Linked DNA regions of Sus scrofa: all the other regions are linked to region 1. The links are chromatin contacts, called in public HiChIP or PLAC-seq maps. All regions are on one chromosome and are shown on one strand. The core of a region is the stretch at or near the end of the contact, and the rest is flanking DNA. Distances in the headings are between cores, read along the strand shown.

The links. HiChIP or PLAC-seq counts read pairs in DNA pulled down with a chosen protein or histone mark.
Region 2: an H3K27ac HiChIP or PLAC-seq map of skeletal muscle shows a contact between it and region 1, with 2.7 times the contacts expected there. The contact joins the promoter of GALNT15 here to the promoter of HACL1 in region 1. A contact is called at or near these places in 2 of 5 promoter capture datasets (fetal skeletal muscle and liver) and 1 of 2 datasets of contacts at active chromatin or transcription factors (skeletal muscle).
Region 3: an H3K27ac HiChIP or PLAC-seq map of alveolar macrophages shows a contact between it and region 1. The contact joins the promoter of CAPN7 here to the promoter of HACL1 in region 1. A contact is called at or near these places in 1 of 5 promoter capture datasets (liver), 2 of 47 Hi-C or Micro-C datasets (liver and skeletal muscle) and 1 of 2 datasets of contacts at active chromatin or transcription factors (alveolar macrophages).

The regions. Positions count from the first base shown.
Region 1 is chr13:2,838,368-2,843,113 of Sscrofa11.1, forward strand. HACL1 (2-hydroxyacyl-CoA lyase 1) reads right to left here and starts at 2,511. Exons shown (of 17, transcript NM_001206454.1): 1 at 2,068-2,511; 2 at 1,791-1,895. The coding sequence starts at 2,157. It overlaps BTD (biotinidase), which reads left to right and starts at 2,058. Exons shown (of 4, transcript XM_013981377.2): 1 at 2,058-2,341.
Region 2 is chr13:3,327,971-3,332,716 of Sscrofa11.1, forward strand. It overlaps GALNT15 (polypeptide N-acetylgalactosaminyltransferase 15), which reads left to right and starts at 2,119. Exons shown (of 10, transcript NM_001206447.1): 1 at 2,119-3,178. The coding sequence starts at 2,652.
Region 3 is chr13:2,449,831-2,454,576 of Sscrofa11.1, forward strand. CAPN7 (calpain 7) reads left to right here and starts at 2,555. Exons shown (of 21, transcript NM_001097443.1): 1 at 2,555-2,660. The coding sequence starts at 2,559.

The DNA of each region.
Region 1 (4,746 bases), core at 1,261-3,760:
AGACCACTAGTCTGGGAACCTCCAAATGCCACAGCTGCAGCCCTAAAAAGACAATTAAATAAATAAATAAATAAACAAAATAAAGTTTTCCATATCCTCTTGGATTTCTTTAACACCCTATTGGTTAGTTAGGGTCCATGGTGACATCTCCTTTTTCATCCCTAACATTGGTAATTTGTATTTTTCTCTTTTATTTTTAATTGTCTACCATTAAGTTTATTGATTTTAACTAATCTTTTCAAATATTTACAAAGAATCAAATGTGTTACTGAATTTTCAAATGTTTGGAAATTTTCTGTTAACTGAATTCCACTTTATTTCCACATGGTAAAGTTACTTATACTGTATGTTTTCAATCCTTGGAGATTTGTTGAAATTTCCTTTATGGACTTCAAATGGTTAGTTTTTATTTTTAAAATGCACTTCAGCTCATTACAGGAAGAGAAGGAAGGTGCTAAATTAAATAGAAGATGATCCAGAAAACTGCTAAATGCTCTTTAGGAAGAAAAAGAAATGAGACTGGTTTGACAAAATGTCCTATCTTCCTTTCTTTTTTCTTTGTCTCTTTAGGGCTGCACCCATGGCATATGGAGGTTCTCAGGCTAGAGATCCAATTGGAACCACAGCCACGGCAACTCAGGATCCCAGCCACGTCTGCAACTTACACCACAGCTCAGGGCAACGCAGGATGCTTAACCCACTCAGCGAGGCCAGGGATCAAACACTCAGCTTCATGGATACTAGTCAGATTCATCTCCACTGAGCCACAATGGGAACTCCCTATCTTCCTTGCTTGTGCTTCCAAATAAGCCTCTAAGAAGGGAGGCTCTAAGTGCGATGAGGTGGAATGAATACTGGGCAGGAATTCGGGACACCTCTGGAGTCCAAGCATGGCTTTGCCATTTGTGTTGTTACCTTGCAGAGCTGCCTACTACATAACATGGGTCATGGCCTCACCTACTAATGTTGCAGGTACTATCTGAGCACCTATCATGTGCAGGCACCACATACAGACTGCGGACACAGATGTGTCAGGAAGAAATAATATCCACGACCCCCTGGAGCTCACAGCCTAATAGGGAAGCCAGATCAGACAAATAATACACAGAAATGACACATAATAGGTAGTTATGAGACTGAAGAACAGGGAGGAGGCCAAGATTCAGACCAGATAACTGTCCGTTCCAATTGTGACACTCTAGACTTGGCAAAGTACAATACCGTATAGTGTTAAAAAGAGTGTGGACTCCATGGGAGTTCCCGTCCTGGCCCAGTGGTTAACGATTCCGACTAGGAACCATGAGGTTGCGGGTTTGATCCCTGGCCTTGCTCAGTGGGTTAAGGATCTGGCATTGCAGTGAGCTGTGATGTAGGTTGCAGATGCGGCTCTGATCCTGCCTTGCTGTGGCTCTGGCCTACGCCGGCGGCTACAGCTCAGGTTCGATTGGACTCTTAGCCTGGGAACCTTCATATGCCGGCAGGAGCGGCCCAAGAAATGGCAAAAAGACAAAAAAAAAAAAAGTGTGGACTCCAGATCCATAATACCTAGGTCCAAATGTGGTCCTGCCAATACCAGAGGTCTCCTTGGGCAAATTTCTTAACCTCTCTGGGTCTCACTTTTCTCATCCGCAACTAGGATTAACAATGGTCCTTGCCTCCTAGGATCGTTGTGACGGATACGTGTAAAATATTACTGTAGTGATAAGCGCCGACTCTCTGCAATGAGTATTTGCCATTATTATCATTACTCATCCTCAATCGTGCATTCATCTCTCAAGGTCCATACTTACAGCCTGCTCATTCCTCATCCCGACGTATCTGATGCCCAGTTTCTGGGTGGCAAGGGCAATTTCAGTCACTGGAATGCCTACGATGCCAAACATGTAGTTCACGTCCTGGGGGCCAAGAACAGAGGAATAAGGCCAGGGCTCCCAGCCCCACAGCTCCCTTCTGCGACGGTAAAAGGAAAACCTCCCGCAAACCTCTCTGCTGCCAGCCCCCACCGTTTCCCCCGTTTCTAAGACAACGACTCGGCCCCGCCGGCTTCCGTAGGAGCGTTCCTAACACCTGTGTTTTCAGGGACTGGGCGATGACTTCCGCACCGGACATCTGCGCCTCGCTTGGGTTGCTGCCCTCTGCCAAGTTATTTCCGGACATCTTCCACCTTAAAGTTCGAGGCCCTACCGCAGTCGACGACAGGCTGAAGCGGAGTTACCAAGCCAAAGCAGGCTCGAAAACACCAACCGTGGAACCGCCCCTCTGAGGAGGAGGCCACCCGCCCTTCGGAGAGCGGAGGGGAGGAGGCGGGGCGGAAGCCGGCAAGCTCGTGAGGAGGTGAGAGGTAAACCCACTCTCTCCAATCACAACGGGGCCTTTTCCTGGACCGTCCATTCGTGGGGGGATGGGAGCAAAGTGCCAGGAGAAGGCGGGACTAGCTGGAGGCGGCGGCCTAAGCCTAGAGAGTGAGAGGCCGATCAGCGGGCGCTCGTTGCCACACTCTACAACCCACTTCGGGACCCTGGAGGGCGAGTGAGTGGCGCATGCGCAAATCCGGGGTGGAAGAGGGCGGAGCGCAGGCGCACTCGCGGCTTCGCCTTGGGGCCTGCGCACAGGTTCGCACAGGCTGCTGGGGTGTAATGGGAAGGTGCTGAGGGCTAGGCAAAAGTCTTCTTCGGGTTGCGTAGTCGTTATTCCGCGTCTCCTGTGTTCTGAGCTTTGACCTAAATGCTTTTTGGTTTATGAGTTCATAACCTCGTGGGTTTACAACCCGAGAACGTAGTATTTCATTAAACCCGCAAGCGGGAGATCCGTATTTGGCACCGTGGGTTAAGGATCCGGTATGTCGCGTCTGCGGCTTGGATTCGATACCTGGGACTCGGGGACTTACATTTGCCTGGAGTGCTTAAAAAAAAAAGAAAAATCCATAATCAAATGTGTACTTCTTATCCCGTGTCATATATAAGGACGCCAAATCTCCACGCAGGACGAGGCAAGTTGCTAAAAGCCGTTGGACCCAGGACAGTCTTGTGCTCTATTCATTGTTCAGCCCTTTGGCCACAGGAGATAAGAAGGGCCTCTTAAGCCTATTCTTGACCATTTTATTCTCTAACCCTTGCTGCTAACCCTCCACTCTTTACAAAGTCAGGAAATGGGGATATTTGTGATTAATTAGCGTGGGTAACCACAAGGAGCTCTGCAGTGGAGCATCTTTTAAAACACATTTTAAAAAAAAAAACACATTTTTGAGTAAAAAATGTGCTTACAGTGTGCAATTTATGAAGCTAAATCCTCAAGATCTGCTCAGTAGCAACCAAAATCTCCAATCCTAATGAAGAGTGGAACTTTAAATTTGGGGGGATTCGAAGTGTTTTAAAATGCAAAGAACCCAGTAATATGTGGAAAGTGAAGAAACAAGAAGAGAGGGCAGTGGGTCATGAGTAGTGAAATGGATGAAAAGCATTGGAAATGAAAGAATTTCTAAACCCTGTGGGTCCTTCCGAAAAGGGTTCTCTGGGAATTTGAAACTCTGACTTTCACCCAAAGCAGAGGAGAATAAAATAGTTGCTTCCTTGAATATGGGGGCCTGGGCTAGTGTAGTCCATCTAAGAGGGAGATTTCTTTGAAGTCTCAGAGTTCGTCTAAAAAAAATAATAAATGCAGATCTTCAGTTGTATTCCAGAATCTGTATTTTAATTGAGGTAAAATAAATATAAATGTACACATCTTAAATGAGTTTTGACAATTGTATATACCTCCGGAACCACCACCCAGAATAAAAATGACATGTTAAACTACTTATCTGTCAAGGAAAATTGAGATTCCAGAAAGGTACAGAGTGTTTTTTGTGTGGCTTTGAATGGTCCTTGGCACACTATCTCCTGTCCCTGTTTGAGAAGCATAGACTGCACACCTCTCTATCATGTGGGATTGATATCAGTACCTGTGTGACAGTCTCTACCCCCAAGCATCAGACTCACTTGGAAAGCTATTTATTTATTTATTTATTTGCTTTTTGGGGCCACACATGTGGCGTATGGAAGTTCCCAGGCTAAGGGTCGAATCGGAGCTGCAGCTGCCAACCTACACTACAGCCACTGCAACTCGGGAAACAAGCCCTGTCTGTGACCTACACCACAGCTCATGGCAATGCCGGATCCTTAACCCACTGAAGGAGGCCAGGGCTCGAACCCGTGTCCTCGTGGATACTATTCAGGTTCATTACTGCGGGAACTCCTGGAAATCTTTTTAAACATACAGTTACTTGGGCCCTACCCCACGTCTTCTGTATCAATATCTCAGGACAAATCAGGCGCCTGTATTTTTTCAGAGCTGCTGTCTAAATTTGATTTGCAGCCCAACCAGAGAACCACTAGCTCTGTATTCATGCTAGAGGCCTGAGTTACTAATTAAATTTTTGATTGCCTATTACCAAATGCTATTGCTTAATTTGGATTTATGGTTTCAAGGCTGGTTTGACATTGGCAGCTCCAACTTGTATAGATGATAGTTCATTGGAACTTGTGTCCACCAATGTCCCGAATGAATCACAGATGGAGTCACTCCATATAAGGTGTGGTGAAAAGTGAACTATGAATTGGTATAAATCCCCTGAATTCAGATGAACTGGTTGGAACAAAGGATAAATTATCAACTGACTGAACTCTTGTCCTTTAGCCCTTTTAGCAGAGGGAGAGGTTGGTAAGAATGTTGAAACTTGCTTCACCTTTATACCCTTGAATTCAGGGC
Region 2 (4,746 bases), core at 869-3,368, 490 kb after region 1:
TGTGACTGGGTCACTTTGCTGTACAGCAAAAAATTGACAGAATACTGTAAACCAACTATAACAGAAAAAATAAAAATCATTAAAAAAGTCTTGCTAAATTGAAAAAAGAAATAAATAAAATCAACATCAAATCAGAAACAACATCAATTGATTTCAAGTGCAGTGGCAGCCCTCCCCACCCCACAGCTTCCTGATGGCCTGGCTGCACTACAGCCATCAGAAGAGTCATGTCTCACGGTGAAGCTCGCCACCCCCCTTCATCAACCTGATCCACTAGGCGCCAGAGGACTCTGAGCAAGCTGGCTCCCTTCCCTTCTCCTGTCCACATCACTCCCTCTGGGATCTTCAAACACTATCTATGTGCCACTGCATCCGACTTTACATCTTCAGGCCAGACCTACCCCTGACCCCCAGCTATCATATACCCCCATGTATCCGTATGTCCAGCTGCCCACCCTTCCCTTCCCCTTGGCTGCCCAAACGCCATCTCCAACAGGGCATGCCCCGACTGAGCTTCTGTTTTGCCCCTGCTCCCTGCTTTCCCCATCTTCGTTGCTGGCAGCTCAGCTCTTCCTACTGCTTAGACCACAACCTTGTAATCTTCCTTGACTCATCTCTCTCTCACTCTGGGTGTCAATTCCTAACAAATCCTATAGGTTCTTCCTTAAAATCCATCAGAGGCTGAGTGCTCCTGCCCACCTCCCATGATGTCCTTACCATGTCTCACCCGCCCCATGGGCCTCCCTGCTTCTGCCCTGTTCTCCCCCACGGTCTAATCTCAACACAGAAGCCAGAGTGATCCAGTTAAAATCCAAGTCGATTGTGTCTGTTGTGTGCTTACAACACTCCAAGGGCTTCCACCTGACTCAGAGGAAAAGCCAGAATCCCTAAAATGCCCTGCAAGGTCCCCCGTCACTCCCCCCTCTTACTGTTCTTGTTTCACTCCTACTGTTCCCACTCTGTTCCAGCCACACTGGCCCTCTGCAGGCCCGCAAAAGGCCAGGCAAAAATCTCACCTCAGGACATTTGTACTTGCTGTCCTCTCTGTCCCCAGTTCTCTCCATACTGTACTGCTTGTCTTCCTTACACAAATGCTTCTGGGAACACTTGCTCACAGTGTCAACTGTCAACCCCTAACCCAAGCTCCCCAGCTTCCTTCCCTGCTTTATTTTCCTCCTTAGCTTTTATCACCATCTGTCCCCACTGTATATTTTATTTATTTATTTTTATAATTTCTTTCTTTTCTTTCTTTTTGCTTTTTAGGACCACATCTATGGCATGTGGAAGTTCCCAGGCTAGGGGTCCAATCGGAGCTGTAGCCGATGGCCTACACCACAGGCACAGCAACACAGGATCCCAGCTGAGCTGCGTCTTTGACCCACACCACAGCTCACGGCAACTCCAGATCCTCAACCCACCCGCGAGGCCAGGGATCGAACCCGTAACCTCGTGGTTCCTAGTCAGATTTGTTTCCCTACGCCACGCCGGGAACTCCCCCTGCCCAGGATAGATTTAACACATAGCGGCCGCGCATTAATATTTCTCGGTTGAATGAAGGAAGTTTACAGTCGAAGGAGAGGGCCCCTCCTCTTCTGTCGTCCCCCGCCCCTCCCCCCATTGGCTCAGAGGCCGGTACAGAGCTGGCATTCGGATGCTCCTGTGGGTAGGAGGGGCTTGTTGCAAGAGCGTTTCCCCAAGCACCCCTCCTTTTCAGAAGGGTGAGGACCGGGGTGGGGGGTGGGGAGGGAAGAAAGGGGAACCCCAGCCAGCAGCTTGGGAGGCTGAGCATGCAAAGAGCCAACCAGCTACCTGAATTTCCACTACCCGTACTGCCTTTCTGAAATCAGGAGGGGATACTCTTTCCTGCCCTTTTGGGTGGGGAAAGAAGCCTCGCTGTGGAATAGATTCAAATCAGAACTCCTCGGATGCTCCTGTTGGGTTTGGTCCTAGCAGTGACGGCGTTTGTTTTCCCCGTAGTCGCCTTCCTGGGGTTGCGCAAAGCCTAGGAACAGGGAGGGCATTAGGACCGGGAGCGAGGCGAGCGCACGCCCGCCCGCGTCTGGCAGAGCCTCGCAGCCGGCTGTATGAGGAGCTCTGTGTGAAAGGAAATCAGGCGCTACTTGCCGGCTCCACATCTGTTGAACCGACCTGACTTGAAGGGTCCAAAGGAGGACAGCTGTCAGCTCTGCGGGACTGAGGACCCATCAGCTCCCCTCATACATCTTATAGCCACCTGACCACGCATACAAGGGGGAAAACGAAACACGTGGGACTAGACCCCTGAGCAAAATGAAATCATTATTTTTCCCCCCAAAAGGAAAGGGGCATCAAAGGGGGGCAAACAGTTCAATTTGAAGTCCCTGTGAATGGTCTTTCGGAAGGCAATTGACATTTGCTCAGAGAGCATTTGTGGTGGGATTGAGTCCGCGGCTTTCTCGGCTTTCTGGTTGTAAGTGGAAGCCGGTCTTACGCTGCCGGCAGATGTCAGTCGGGACGGGAGAAGGAGCAGATTAAGTGACTGGCAAAAACAAACAAACAAACTTCCAGGTAGACCCAGGAAGCCAGGTTCTGCTGCCAGCTTGAAGGAACCTGGAGCAGGAGGCGAAAGTGAACTTGAACATGACTTGTTGCATTTGGCAAGTTCCAGCAACATGTTCGTAAGGAAGCGAGGCAGGCACGGACCCTGCAGACTGCAGTTCCTGCTGCTCCTCCTGATGCTGGGATGCACGCTGCTGATGCTGGAGGTGCTGCACCCTCCCCCGCACGCCCGGCCCCCGGTTGTCACGGCCCAGGTCGCCGAACGCAGCCCCGAAGCCGGGTACCGCCTGAACTTTGGGGAATCTCAGGAGTGGGTGCTGGAGTCCGAGGATGAGGACCAAGAGTACGGCCCCCTGGAGGGCCTGCCACCCTTTATCTCCCTGAGGGAGGATCAGCTCTTGGTGGCCGTGGCCTCGCACAGGGCCAGAAGGAACCAGAGCCAGGGCAGGAGAGGTGGCAGCTACAGGCTCATCAAGCAGCCGAGCAGGAGGCAGGACGAGGAGGTCCGGGAGAGGGACTGGGGGGCTGAGGAGGAGGATGGGGAGGCATCTGAAGAGGAGCTGACCCTACGAGGCCTGGAGGAGGCGCTCAGTGCCCGCATCCCCCTGCAGAGGGCGCTGCCTGAGGTACGGCATCCGCTGTAAGTAAGGCCCTTGCTTCCTCTTTTTCGGTGCTGGAGAGCAGCCGGCAAAGTCCGGCTGAAGCCTTGCAGAACTCTGACTCCATTGTCTCAGGGCAGCGCTTCCCCAGGTGTGGTCCCTGGACCAGCAGCCGCGGCATCGCTTGGGGACTTGTTAGAGATGCTGAGGCAGAAATCCTGGGTGGGGTCCAGCGATCTGTCTCTAACCAGCCCTGCTGATTGATGAAAACCACTGTCCCAGAGACAGAAAGGAGGAGCCCCTCCTTGTCCCCTCTCTTACCCGTCCTGGGTTCTAGTCCTTCTGTCTCTGGATTGTCACGTCAAATTGCTTTATCTCTGTAATGTAGAGGGGGCTGGGAGGGGATGTTCTCCAAGACACTTCTAGTTGTAATACTGACTCCAGCATATGTTGATCTTTTGAAGGTTGTGCTTTTTTTTGTTTGTTTGTTTGTTTGTTTTTGTTTTCGGATGAAAAGAATAGTCACAGCTAACAGTTATGTGGCTCTTGCCGTGTACCTGGCTTTAATCAAAGAACTTTTCATGTATTAACTCATAAGTCCTTACAGCTCTGCAGGATGGTGCTAGCACTATCATTATGCCTATCTTATAGGTATGAAAATAAGGCACAGAGAGGCCAAGTGACTTGCCCATAGTCACACAGCTAGTAGGTACCGAAGTAAGCATTCACTCCAATCTGCCTGAACCCCCTCCTTTATGACCCCCTCTATGACCTCCACTAGACTAAGGGGACTGTTCCAGGACCCAGGAGCTAGAATACCGAGCTGATGCAGCCTGACCTGGCAGAGTGGCCCTACCCCCAGAAGGCAAGCTGGGAAGTATGATGACCTGCAGGCTGTGCCCAGGAAAATGGTGGGCTCATCCTGGAAACCCCCTGCCTTCCCCATCATCACCATGGCTGGCCCAGAAGAGAGGTCTAGGCACCAGCCTCCAGGGACAAGGCAGCCAGATAGTTGGGTGGTCTAGGTCCCTCCCTTAAAAGCACTGCTCTTCCCAGAGCCAAAGAGTTCCTGGAAAGCAAACCCACCCTCCACCCCTCTGGGTGGGAGGATCAGGCTAGAACAGCAGTTGGGAGCAGGACCACATATCCCTCAGGTCCCTGGTGGGGTCCCTCTGAGCCTAGTCACTCAGCCCCTCTTTGTCAGGGATATGGAGAGGCAGTCACAGGAAGGGGTAGCCTCCTTAGACTGTGTACTGTGGTCACAGCCCTGCTGTTCCAACTCCAGGTCTTGGCTGAAACAGCTCTTTTCAGGAAACTCCCAGAGCCAGCCAGGCCCACCCCATTGCAGTTTTGTGCTCTCCACAGCCTTAATTCATAATACTCACTACGACTGAGGCTAAATGGTCATTGTTGTGTTGGTTTATTCTGTGCCTGCTTCCCTTGACCTACAGTGAACCCATCATCTCAACTGGCGGTAAAAAAATGATTGCTGAATGAATGAATAGATCATTTTCCAATTCTTTTGATACATCTTTTCATTGGCCTAGAGCAAGAATGTCTTGCCAATTGGAAACACTGCCTCCATCAGAAAGTCTCTGGCTCCCAAAGC
Region 3 (4,746 bases), core at 1,305-3,804, 390 kb before region 1:
TGGTTTCTAGTTGGATTCGTTTCCGCTGCACCACGAAGGGAACTCCAAATAAGTAACACCATTTAAAATAGCATCAGAAGTAAGAAATGCTTATAAATCTGTCAAAAGATGGATGTGTAAGACCTGTGCCCTATAAAACCTTGCTGAGAGCAATAAGAGAAGCCCTCAATACATGACAAGGTTTACCATGTTCATGGAAGTCTCAGTGTTTTTAAAGACTGTAGTTAACTTTGAAGCTTTAACTTGCTTTTCCCAGACTTATCTCACTCTCTTTCATTTATCTTTGTATCTTCAATGTTTTGCTCTGTGCCTGGCACCAAGTAGGCATTCAGTGATCAGCAAATAAGTGAACAAGGAATAAGGGAATAAATGAGAAGGTATAGGGAGGGATCACAAATCCAGGGAGAGCTAGAAAAACCCCCTTCAAGAGGAGATAGGAATTCTACAAGCTGAGACGAAAGGGGGAACAGTAGACACAGAAGCCCTCTTCTGAGTGAGCAAAACTGCATTCGTCTGCTGTAGCTTGGGGATCAGTTCCTGCAAATATCTTGGGAACACACCCTGAGCTCCAGTTCTAAGGAAACTTCTATTCTGTGTTAAGGAATTTTTACTTCATTCTTTAGAATCAAGATAGGGGAGGGTGTATTGAGTATATTTAGCAGGGGAGTGACTCACTCAACATTTTGAAATATTTATTCAACACCTGCTCTGGACCAAAGCTTGGGCTTAATTCTGGGTTTAAACTGATAGAGACAGAAACCATCCCTGCTTCAGTTATTAAACTGTAGCAGCTAATAATGGGAAGCAGGCAGAGTCAAATTCTCCATCTGTGCGCTTTACAACCATCCAATGAGATAGTTATTAACTTCACCAAATGTGAAGGAACAGTTATGGAAATTGCGTCCCATTTAAATGCAAGCCAACTGACTAAAAAATTTTTATTGAGGTATAATGAAGGAAAATTAGAAGTATGCGTTTAAAATGTACGGTGTAATAATAGGTCTTAACAAATGCATGTGTTTTTGGCATCACCTTCAAGACACAATACATTTCCATCGCCTCCAAAGAAATAAGAAATGCTTATAAATCTGTCAAAAGATTCTCTTATCCGTTACCAAACATTGATGTGATTTTGTCACTGGATGAGTCCCCTGAGAGTGGGCTCTTGTTCAACACTAATAAATCAATTGTCCGAGGAGACGCATGACTGACAAAGCAAAAGACTGTTGAAAAGGGGCACTTCAGCAGAGAGCAGCAGGTAACAGAAACCAGGAGAACTACTCTGCCTTGTGGCACACACTCTCCGGTTTTTGTGGTAGCAGGCGGGGGCATCAGATTTCCAGATTGTCTTTGGCCAGTCACCTTGCTCCTGCCTTCCTTTGTTCTGATCAAAGCCCTTCCTGATGGCTTATGCATCTCTTAGTCAAGGTAGTTTCCAGCATGAGTGTTTCCAGGAGGTTAGCAAGACATATAAACTGGAGTCTCCTGCCCTTCTTGGCCCCTCCTGAGCTTCCTCCAGGTTGGTTTTAGGCCCTTCACTGGTTTTGTGTTCTTTTGAAGCATCCTGATGTGGGAGACTTAAGCAAAGGTGTTACATCCTGTGTGGGAGACTTGAGCCGAGGTGCTACTACGGTGCTAGCCAGGGCAGGCGGTTTGGGTCCATGGTTCCCTAACAGCTTCACACGTTATTGATTAGATTCATCTTTTCTGGTGTTTCTTATAAACATAGTCACAGTTGTACTCTCTCATCTTAACATACAGTGAATTTCGAGTTTTGTCAATATTGTGGTGTCTCTCACTAGTTTATTTTTATTATTGCTGAATACAGAGTTTTAAAGAGAAAGACCATTAGCCAAGTAATCACCTAATTGAGTATTACAACAGCATTGTTAACCTAAGGATAAGTACACATTGTTATTACACAATTCAATCAGTACTATAACCTCGGAAAGTTATACAGGGTTAAAATTGAATTTGCGGCTATAAACTTATTAAAGAGTATCGCATAAGAATCCTATGTCCTTACTGTATTTCCCTAATTTTTAAAAAAGCAGCCCAGAAGATGGGAAGAGCTCTCCGGCACCGGGGGGGGGGGGGGGGGGGGTGGGGAGGCGGGAGTGGGTAGAGCCCCGTAAGGCGCATGCGCCCCTCCTCCCTAATCTGGCCAGCAACAGCCTCGCAGGGCACTACCACCTGCGTGTAGAGGGCGGAGGCAGCGTCCGCTCGGACGTGGCACCGGTTGCGTCGGTCCAATCCTGGGCGCAGTGGCGGTCACGTGCACTCGGCCCCGCGGAGGCCGGGCCCCGCCCACCGCCCCCGGCGCCCTGGCTTCACGGACTCGCCTTACCCGGCCGGCCGCGCTTGCGCAGTGCGACCGGTGGGCGGGGCGGGGAATGCGGCGGCCGTGGAGTCAGGCTGCCCGCCGGCTGGGAGCCGGGTCTGTGCTGAGGGGCCGGCCGCTGTCCTTCCTCAGCCGCCGGAAGTGAGCTCCAGCATTTCTGCGCGGCCCGGGCCTCGCCTGGGCAGCAGGCGGCGGAGGACCTCGCCGCGGGGCCGCCATGGACGCGGCGGCGCTGGAACGGGATGCTGTGCAGTTCGCGCGGCTGGCGGTGCAGCGCGACCACGAAGGCCGCTACTCAGAGGCGGTGTTTTACTACAAGGTGGGCTGGGGGCGGGCCCAGGTGCTGCCTGATGGGCTTCGCATCGCATCGCCGCTCCCGCTGTCCTTCGGGGGTGGGGGACGGTGGCCCCGCTGAGAGGCCAGGCCTGTCCCCGCCCCCGCCCCGGAGTCCTCCTCTTGGGCTTGGTAGCCTCTCCAGGGTCGGGTCCGTCCTGAAGGCGAGGCTGAGCTGTCAGCTCACTGGGTCTCACTGTCTTGGATGTACTCGGAGACAGTGCGTGCTCAGACGGACTCAGAAAGTCAATTAAAAAGAATAAAGCATCGGATATCCTAGCGTTTGACCTGTATCTTTGTTTTTCTACGCCTATGTGTCTACACACCTTTAAAAAAACCCCAAATCGTACTGTTTATACTGTTTTAATCTTTTCATTGAAACTTTTAAAAAGTTATGAATTTTTTTAAGATTCATAATATTACCTTGTTAGTGGATGCATTCTGTAGCTGTGTCTTGGTGTATTTACAAACTCTTCCGGTCATTTTATGTTCATTTATGAACATTTATATTTTGATCTTCAGCGTCATAATATCCTTATACTCATGCTTTACATGTTTCTTTGATATTTCATTTGGATAATTATTGGGGCCAGAATTATTAAAGACTAGGCGCTTCACAGTCCACTCTTTGCTCCCTAATCCTGAGGATTTGCAAACACAACTGTCTCGCTGCCGTCTTGCCCTGCGCCTCCCTGCTGAGGTAGCTGTATCTTCTTGATATTACTACCTTTTCTTTTAGAAGCAATGTCGACTGATTATACAGTAGTAGTAAATTTTTCCTATAAACGTATATGCTGTCATTAACGTGTGGTTTTTTTTCAGGTTAATATTTAATTGCCTTTATAATCTATATTTAGAGACTTGATGTGTTTTAGAATCATTCCTTTTGGACTTTTTGTTGACAATTTCATTAGAGTGGTATTTAAAAAGTAAAACTCTGTTTTAGTTTTGTGCAATAACTGACCAATGTTTGTAGGTGAAAATAGTGCCATTTGAAATAGCTAAGGCAAAAGAAAATACTGTGCAGTGTGCCTCTTGTTTTGCTGTAAGATTTGCTTGTTACTATGAAGAATTTCTTTTCCTTGAGAGTCAGAAAAGTGGTTGTGCTTGTAGGAGCTGTTTATGTAAACTATCAGATATTTAGTGTTTTCTGTCTTCATACTCTTCTAAAAGGGGTTCTTTAATTGTTAGTCACTTTCAAGTATAAATGAAATGAGTAAAATAAAGTTGATGCCAACAGTTTTAAAAATTGGCTGTAATATTTACATATAAGGTTATATTTTCCTCCCTCCCCTGAGATATCTGAATTACTGAAATCTGAGGAAAACGTATTTTTTCTATCCCCAATTTCAATTTGGACCAAAACTGTACTCTTCTTATTGATTTTGTAGTTTGAAGGAAACAACTCCAGCTCTAATAACTGGATCAGTGGGTGGCTTCTTTGGATCCAGATAATCAGGCATGAGGTTCTTTGAAGTACACATGCTAAGGTTACTGCAGAGAAGGTGGTAGTACCTGGGAAAGTCTCTCTGTGGACTTTCTGTGTGGTAGCATTGGTCACCCTCTCAGAATGCTGATGGTGAGAATGAAGGCATTTCCTCACTAGCCACAGCCTAACTGGCTGAAGAAGTTATGGAATAGTGGCAAGACAAATCCAGATTTTCTTAATTAAAGTGTTTATTTTATACAACTGAAATCTACCATACAGTGTGTCCCCCCTTGACAATATTTTCTGTAGAGGAAAAGATTTTCTTTCCACTGTGAGATAACCTTTAAAATCTTTTTTATTGGAGTTCCTGTTGTGGCGCGGTGGTTAACGAATCCGACTAGGAACCATGAGGTTGCGGGTTCGGTCCCTGCCCTTGCTCAGTGGGTTAACGATCCGGCGTTGCCGTGAGCTGTGGTGTAGGTTGCAGACGCGGCTCAGTTCCTGCGTTGCTGTGGCTCTGGCGTAGGCCGGAGGCTACAGCTCCAATTCAACCCCTAGCCTGGGAACCTCCATATGCCGCAGGAACGGCCCAAGAAATAGCTAAAAAAAAGACAAAAAAAAAAAAAATCTTTTTTATTGATAC